Regions from separate parts of the Sus scrofa genome. Here regions 2 and 3 are each linked to region 1. Evidence: chromatin contacts called from public HiChIP or PLAC-seq data. All regions are on one chromosome and are shown on one strand. Each heading gives the region's core, a stretch centred on a gene start, on an enhancer-like site or on the middle of the called end of the contact. The rest is flanking DNA. Distances are from core to core; before and after follow the strand shown.

Evidence for each region. HiChIP or PLAC-seq counts read pairs in DNA pulled down with a chosen protein or histone mark.
Region 2: an H3K27ac HiChIP or PLAC-seq map of alveolar macrophages shows a contact between it and region 1. The contact joins two enhancer-like sites. A contact is called at or near these places in 2 of 2 datasets of contacts at active chromatin or transcription factors (alveolar macrophages and skeletal muscle).
Region 3: an H3K27ac HiChIP or PLAC-seq map of alveolar macrophages shows a contact between it and region 1. The contact joins two enhancer-like sites. A contact is called at or near these places in 3 of 47 Hi-C or Micro-C datasets (adipocytes, fetal heart ventricle and fetal liver) and 1 of 2 datasets of contacts at active chromatin or transcription factors (alveolar macrophages).

The regions. Positions count from the first base shown.
Region 1 is chr11:14,895,010-14,897,805 of Sscrofa11.1, forward strand. All of the region lies in intron 2 of LOC102159588 (a long non-coding RNA gene), which reads right to left. Among named protein-coding and RNA genes, the nearest start is that of COG6, 320 kb to the left of the region's middle. Within about 2 kb of position 1,387, at least 10 of the 83 cell types and tissues checked have an H3K27ac peak or open chromatin away from gene starts, as enhancers often do. A contact at or near this core is called in alveolar macrophages, where this site is marked.
Region 2 is chr11:15,345,746-15,348,541 of Sscrofa11.1, forward strand. The region is part of intron 1 of FOXO1 (forkhead box protein O1); the gene reads right to left. Among named protein-coding and RNA genes, the nearest start is that of FOXO1, 63 kb to the right of the region's middle. Within about 2 kb of position 1,471, at least 7 of the 83 cell types and tissues checked have an H3K27ac peak or open chromatin away from gene starts, as enhancers often do. A contact at or near this core is called in alveolar macrophages, where this site is marked.
Region 3 is chr11:14,612,828-14,615,623 of Sscrofa11.1, forward strand. All of the region lies in intron 12 of COG6 (conserved oligomeric Golgi complex subunit 6), which reads left to right. Among named protein-coding and RNA genes, the nearest start is that of COG6, 38 kb to the left of the region's middle. Within about 2 kb of position 1,379, at least 4 of the 83 cell types and tissues checked have an H3K27ac peak or open chromatin away from gene starts, as enhancers often do. A contact at or near this core is called in alveolar macrophages, where this site is marked.

The DNA of each region.
Region 1 (2,796 bases), core at 137-2,636:
CCCTGCCATGCCCCCCCCCCACAGCGTCCTCCGTCCTCCTGGGGAGCTCTCCCTGCTCCTCCCAGCTTGGCAACGTGTTGGCAGGTCGCTGGCCGGAAGCCTGTATTCCTCACCCAGGTCCTGTCACTGCAACAACCGTCTTTGCTCTTGTGGTGAAGAGTAACTGAATTAAATTGGGCAGCACTGGATCCTGACCCTGCTAAGTGCCTGCTCCAATTGAGGTCCCGGGCAGGAATGGGCAGGGCAGCGGTGACAGACGTCCTTGTCCAGCGGGCCTGACAGTCGTGTTCTTGTTTCCACGTGGAAACTTGTGGAGGTTTGGTGGGTCTGGGAAGGAACTAGGAGAGTCCCTGGGCCTGTGAGGAATATAGCTGAGCCCACAGGAGCCCGTCTGCCTGATGTTACAACATATGGACGTGCAGATGTTGAAACAGGGACGGATGGCAGCAAGGCAATGGGTGACATCTCCAAAAATGGGCTCAAAAAATACTGTGCGCTCGTGTGTGTGTGTGTGTGTGTGTGTGTGTGTGTGGTGGTGGTGGTGGTGGTGGAGGGAGATCTGTGAGCAGGAATGAAGAGTTTTGCTCTGGTAGCATTTCAACCCGTCCATGGTTTAGAAGTGACATGTCTTGGGCAAACAGGCAGCCCCAGCAGTCTTTACCAAGAGTACACTACATGGGTATGCCGCTTATCTAAAAGCAAATAAGAAACCCATGGCTGCCTCTAACTAGCTCTATTTTCCCTTCTTTCTGCAGATAAAATTAAACATAGACATCGCCATCCAAATTTACCTGCAGGGTCATCAGGAAGGGGAGAGGAGAGGAAGTCCGGGGCAGGGTATGCCTTTAAGAGCCCTTTTTTTCTGTCATCCTTCTTGTCCTCACCGTCCATTTGGTCCTGGCAATACTGTTCATCACTCAGACGTGAGACTGAGTAACCCGTGCAAATGCTTGACTCCAGCTCTTTCAACTTCCCTTTCAGAATCCCTTGCAAACATGGAAACATGCTCACACATGAAGGGCGCCTGGAAATCCAGCCTTGCTTGTAAAACACTGGCAAGGTTGAATCCCATCCTCAGAGGCATGGCCTCTGTCACTTCATTGTGGTGATCGCCCCTACTGGCCGGCCCTTAGTGAACCAAATAAGTGAGTTGGAGGAGTCTTTCATTTCGACGGTTCAGTGTGTGTGTGAGGATAAGGATCTGTGGGCTGAGCGAGAAAGGAAGTCCCAAACACCCCATCATTTTTAAATGATGGGCTATGACACATTAATGACTCCCAGGATGGGGAAAGTTTCCACTGGGGCATGTGATTCAGCCCAGTAAGAGAGCCTAGAGCCTTCGATAGGTGCCAACTTGGTTCACAACCCACTAATCCTCTGCAGCCACCCACTGCCTCCCCAGTGAGCGTCCTCCCCAGAGACTGGGTGAGTCACCATGACCATCTTGCTGCACCATCTGGAACCAGCTTAAAGTCTATGCCCAAAACCTCCATGCACAGGAAGACCAGAAGAGCATTCCAAAGGCACCCTAGCCTAAATACCTTCCCCGCGTGGCTGCATAGACTTTGTACTTGAGTCCTTAAAAAGGCTTGTCCCCAATCCGACAGACATGGCTAACGTGGTCTTAATTATGGGCTGTTAAAGTCAATGGATGATAGGTTCGATGTAGCGCCAAGTCCAGTAGGTATGTCACATGGCCTGAGAAGTCTCACGACGCAAAGGAGCACTCGGGAATCAGAGCCCCAGAGCCCACCGGGAAACTCAGTGCCAGCTTGGCGCCTCGGGTCTCCCTCCCTGCTTCCCCCCCGCATGTCCCTTCTTCACAATGACGTTCCACAGGTGCTGTCGGTGGCCTTTTCTCACTCGACCCATGCTCCCTGCAGGAGCTGCTCAGCTGGGGAGGGCTTCAGGTCCCATAGGCACATGTGGAAAGACCCAGATCCAGATGTTTAGGTCAACCCCCTCTCCTCAGTTTCAGTTCTTTCAATAAATATGTGCGGAGAACGTGCTATGTGGGAGGCCCTGGGCTGGGTGCTGGGCACAGGGAAATGAATAAAACATGGTGTCAGCTGTCAAGGCTCACACATAATTTTATATCCAGATACTACTGGGATTTTCCTCGCAGACTTACAGTGATAATAACAGAGGTAATTTTTAAAAATCTGGGAGCTCCTGTTGTAACTCAGTGGTAACAAACCCGACTAGTATCCAGGAGGACATCAGTTCCAGCCCTGGCCTCACTCGGTGGGTTAAGGATCTGGCGTTGCTGTGGCTGTGGTACAGGCCAGCAGCTGTAGCTCCGATTGGACCCCTAACCTGGGAACCTCCACATGCCATTCCTGTGGCCCTTAAAAGACAAACAAACAAACAAAAAAACCCCAAAAACAACTGCTACAATTTATTAGGTTTGAAACCAAGCTTATTAGAATCATGACTAAGATAAGCACAAACAAGGTTCCGATTTTGCAGTTTTTGAGTAAAACACACAAGCCTTGGAACGTCTTTTGCTTCTCCTGGACAGCACTGAGGGCAGCTTAGCTTTTGGGTCTGTCTTCCGGATGGACGAGGCTGGCTTCTGGATACGTGAGGGGCCCTGGCAGTCACCGGTCTTACCTGACTCACCGCTTGGTGGCAGCACACCACACTTCCTTCCTCCCTGCTCTTTCCTGTGAGTGTGTGAGGAGGAGGCCCTCTACTTAGGGGCCGTCCCCACACCTCAGTCTCCTGCATTGCTTTTGATGCAAATTATCACTTAAACTTTTAGGCAACAGCAAATATTGTTCGTGTGTGCTTTTA
Region 2 (2,796 bases), core at 221-2,720, 450 kb after region 1:
CAAACGTGCAAACTTTTTCAGGTTAGGACAGTGCTTTTCAAATTACATACTGCAGAGCAGGCAATACCGCACGGTGTTCCAAAACCCCGCATCTCCTGTGGTGCAGGAGACCTGGAATTTGACAGATTCAATTCAATTAACAAAAGGTTAGGGGTACAGGCAAACAGAAACCTACATTTAATTAAAGGTGCATTTAATCCTAAAGAAACTAAGAGGAGGAATTAAGGGAGTGCTAAATCACCCACTTCCCTCTTCATGTGATTAGTGTGCTCCTAAGGCAGGCTCTGGTTATAATCCCTGAGCTGTATTTTCAGGAAGGTCAGGTGACCTGGAGAAAGGACCTCTGCTGTCATTGCTTTGCCTTGATTCAGCTGACCCTGGATAAGCCAAGTGATGTTTACAAGTGAAAAGAAGTTCCCTGCCTTCCTTTTCATGTTCCACTAAGTTAGCTAAAATCCCAATGGAAACGAGGGTTTTACACCCTCCACAATCACCACCAGTACAAGCAATGTTCACAGAATCCCAAAGTCCAGAAAAAACACTTTCAAGCTTTGGAGTCAATCTTCATCCTTATAACTGAATGAGAGGGAAGATCAGAGGGAAAATTTACTCCAAGGCAGAAAGTCCCCCAAAGAAGATCTCACTAAAAAGGAGCAGGAAAGCAATAGGATTATTTGTTAGCCACTCAATCTCCTCAACCCACACTGGGAGACAGCACTCACCTGATGAGAGCAGACCTCAACCAAAGCGTCTCTAGGGAATTCAGAATACGCAACAGAGAACCTTCCTTAGGGATTTAGAAATGCTGCTGATGCAAACAGCCCGTAGGACATCAGTCGGGGTAGATCACCAAGAGTACCCACGACGAGAAGAGCCCTCAGACGTTCCCATCTATTCTCATAAACAGCTCCATCCGGTTCTCATTAATGCTAAACCAGAGGAGATTGGCTTGAAATTTACATTTTCTTCCTAATGGTGGCCTGACCAATGATGACATGGAATTAAAAAAAAAAAAAAAATCTGTATTATTTTTAGAAACAACTTTCATTTCCATTTCAATTTATTTAAAATTCAAAACTTGCTAATAATAGAAAGTATTTCAGAGTCGCTAAAACCGGAAGTTGCTGTAAAATAAAATATGGTATTTCAGAGTCAAATTCAAGGATCCCTGTTGTAAAATATTTGGTGTCTGTTACTCTCTCAGCATTCAATTTGCAAAAAGGAAACATGTTTTAGTTTGGTTAATTAACAGTAACATAAGTCAAATAATGAACGCTGCTGCCTCCTAAATAAATCAGAATAGATTAACAGAATCCTTTGAGTTTACTCGTTTCAGAACACATTTCAAAGCCACTATGGTGGCTCTGCCTGGGCATTAAGAAAAAAGGGCGTGTGCTCCTGTATGTCAGTGGCAGAGGCGTTCCAGAGTGCCACTGTTCCCAGTGCCGGGGCTCGGCTGCTCTGAGCTGGCAGGAAGAGCCGCCAGATTTCTGGGGCTTGTCACCAGAGCATGACTGGACAAGACCAGAAGTGGCAGATGTTTGAGGGGTGCTTGGAAACAACAAGGTGAAGACACAAATACTAGCAACTTGGAGAGTGACAGAGGTCTTACTCTTTTGTCACAGTTTGCAATCAAGAAGTAAGTTTTAGCAAAAGCCTGCAATTTTGTCCTGTGGCAGCCTCTCTCTCCCTACTGCTTATGGCCCATACCCAACTCCTCCCAGTAACAACGGGGTCCTTTTACAACCTCTACAGCAAATCTGAAAATGTAACACATTCCAAAGCCATCACTTCTGTCCCAGAATGACTACTCCAACACAGTGACAGAGAAGAAGTTCATTCTGATAAACAAAAAACCTATTTTCACAAAACAAGAGACTGGATTAGACTGGCAACATGTAACGTCTATGGCAAAGGACGCAAACAAAACACTTATAAGAGAGGAGTTCCTGTCATGGCTCAGTGGTTATCAAACCCGACTAGGAACCATGAGGTTGTGGGTTCAATCCCTAGCCTCAGTGGGTTAAGGATCTGGTGTAGGCCACGGGGGTTAAGCTGTGGTGTAGGTCACAGACACGGCTCGAATCCTACATTGCTGTGGCTGTGGTGTAGGCCGGCAACTACAGCTCCAATTCGACCCCTAGCCTGGGAACCTCCACATGCCATGGGTGCAGCTCCCAAAAGATAAAAAGACCAAAATAAATAAATAAATAAAAAGGGAGAAGAGGGGCTGCCTGATAACCTAAAAAAAAAAAAAAATATGCTGTGAGAGGAATTTATACCACGGCCTAAATGCCACCAAGGGGGAAATTCTCTCTTTGCTGAAACTCCTGGATCCTTTCCTACATAATGAGTCCTGGCAGCTCTCATTCCTGAAAGGGTTTTCTTCCCAAAGTGACAGTTACCAAATGCCCATCCCTTCCAGAGCTAAAGTAACTCAAGTTTGAGAGAAGCATCCACCCGTCAGGGGTGCAGAATGGAGAAAGAGCATCCACACTAGGCTCTGGGGACAAGGTGGCTGGAAAGAGGCATCTTGAGTGCAGCACAACAGGGTGCTGAGCTGGCAGCCAAGAAGCCCTTTTCTGCCTAGTGTCACTTGCTAGCTTGGCAACTCAGGCCCAGCCCTAACCTCTTTCAATCTCCTCTAATAAAACAATGGCTCCCAAAGACCTTTCAATTCCTGCAAAAGTCTGTGAGTCTAAGAAAACGGGGCCCTGTTTTATTAATCCCACCAGGTCTGAGGAAACAGAGGGACCTAAGAATACCCTTCGGGGTAGATATTAACTACAGGTAAAC
Region 3 (2,796 bases), core at 129-2,628, 280 kb before region 1:
TGAAATTCCTGATTTCATACTTACTACACCGCATGGTAAACAGTTGGCACTGGAATAAAGACAGACTAGAGAGCAATGGGGTAGAATAGACAGCCCAGGAATAAACCCTTGCATGTATGGTCAGATGATTTTTCACAAGAGTTTCAAGACCATTCAGAAGGGAAAGGACAGTCTTCCTCAACAAATGGTGCTAGGAAAACTGGATATCCATATGCAAAGGATGAAGTTGGATCATTATCTAACACTTCATGTAAAAACCAGCTCAAAATGGATCAGAGGCCTGAATGTAAATGTAAGTTATCAAACTCTTAAAACCTAGGACAGAAGCTTCGCAATGTTGGATCTAGTAATTTCTTGGATATGACACCAAAAGCACAAATGATAAATGAAAAAGTAGGAGTTCCTGTCATGGCGCAGTGGTTAACGAATCCGACTAGGAACCATGAGGTTGCGGGCTCGATCCCTGGCCTTGCTCAGTGGGTTAAGGATTCGGTGTTGCCGTGAGCTGTGGTGTGGGTTGCAGACGCGGCTCAGATCCCGCATGGCTGTGGCTCTGGTGTAGGCTGGTAGCTCCAGCTCTGATTAGACCCCTAGCCTGGGAACCTCCATATGCCGCAGGAGCGGCCCAAGAAATGGCAAAAAGACAAAAAAAAAAAAAAAAAAAAAAAAGGAAAGAAAAAGTAGACAAATTGGATTTGATCAAAATTAAAAGATTTTGTGATTAAAAGATGCCATCAGTGGAGTAAAAAGGCAACATGCAGAATGGGAGAAAATATTTGCAAGTCACATATCTAATAAGAGATTAATGTCAAGAATACATAGAGAACTTTTAAACTTAACAAAAACTTCTGGCTTGATTAAAAAAATGGACAAAGCTCGAATAGGTTATTTCTTCAAAGAAGATGCAGAAACGGCGGATAAGCACGTGAAAAGATGATCAACATCACTTCTCATTAGGAAGGTGCAAATCACAATTGTAATAAGACGCCCATTAGGTTGGCTAGTATGAAAACAGCAGAAAATGGCAAATGTTGGGAAGAACGTGGAGAAATTGGAACCCTTGTGCACTGTTGCTGGGATTGTACAATATTACAGTTGCTGTGGAGAAGTATGATGATTCCTCAAAATTTTAAGGGTAAAATTATGACCGAGCTATTCTCCTTCTGGGTGTATATCTGAAAGAACTGAAAGCAGGACCTCAAGGACATATTTGTACAGCTTTGTTTGAAGCAGCGTTATTCACAATGGCTGAAATGTGGAAGCAGCCCATTGTCCCTCGAAGGATTAATGGATAAACAAAATGTGGTATATATGTAAGGTGGAAAGTTACTCAGCCTTAAAGAGGAAGGAAATTCTGACATACGCTACAGTATGAATGAACCTTGAGGCTATTACAAAATAAGCCAATCGCAAAATGACGAATACTGTATGACTCCACCTCACAAGGTACTTAGAAGAGTCCAAATGGCAGAGGAAGACAGGAAAAAGGGTGGTCGTCAGGACTGGGAAGTGGAGGGATGGGGCGTTTCTATTGTGTGGCTGCAGAGCTGCGGTGTTCAAGATGAAAAGAATTGTGGTGGATCCTGCTTGCACAGCATTGTGACGGTATTTAGTACCCCCACCCTGTGCACTTCAAAATGCTTTCATTTCCTGAATGCCAGCTCACAGGGGACTCAGTAAATACCAGTTACATGAATGACTGGTTCACTTCATTTGCTTCTCACCCGTGGTCTGTCATCATCTTGCTATTACACTCACTATGCAAAACCACCCCGGATTAATTTGAGTTTTTAATTTCTCTTTTATGCTGTGATTGTTGTTCACTGCTAAGGGAAATGAGGTCTAGAGCCACTAAGGCGCGGTCTCCAACATCTACGACGCCTCTGTGGTGTCTGGGAGTCCTGCACGTCCACGCACAGCCCCTCATGGTTAGTTTCCTTTCACCTCTGTTCTCAGATCTACCATACTAGCTCCTATTAGAATGGCCAAATTTCTCCGAGTTGAATAATAAGCATTTTAAAATGTCTTTGCCAATATGATTAGCACAAAGCACCATGATTGGTTTTTTTCCAATATAGATTGTGGTGCTTCTAGCAAAAATGAGCCTTTAAAAATATGTTTATTGGCTGTTTGAGAATTATTTTTTCATGTCCTTTGCCATTTTCCTACTAGGTTATATCTTATTTTCTGACTTTTTTTTTTTAATGCATTATGAGTGTATTACAAATCCCTTCTCCGCGTCATCTTTTACCTTTTAATTTTGCCTGTAGTATTTTCTTACGTACCGCCTTTCATGTTTATGTAGTAATATCTAACTTTTTTTCTTTATTATTTCTCCTTTGAGAGCATGCCATACTTCAAAAACTTTTCAACAATAAGAAAATATGTTCAGAATTTAAGATATGCTAAAGTTAGCATCTGTCAGTGGGAAAATGTTAGATTATTTAATAAATTCATTTAAATATGCGTTCTGAGGTCTTTGTGTAGATTCACTTTTTTTTTTAGTGGAGGCTAGTGGCATGTGGAGGTTCCCATGGCCAAGGATCAAATCTGCACCACCGTAGCAACCCAAGCTACTGCAGTGACAATGCCAGATCTTTAAGCTGTTGTACCACAGGAGAACTCCTGTCATTTCACTTTGATATCAAATATTTAATGTACTTAAAGTTTATTTTTGTTCATGCTGGGAAGGAAAAATCTTAATTTATTTATCCGAAATAGCTATCCATTTATTTTATTTTATTTTCACTCAGAAAAACCTAGTAGGTTCTTATACAGTTTTTTCCCTATAAAGTT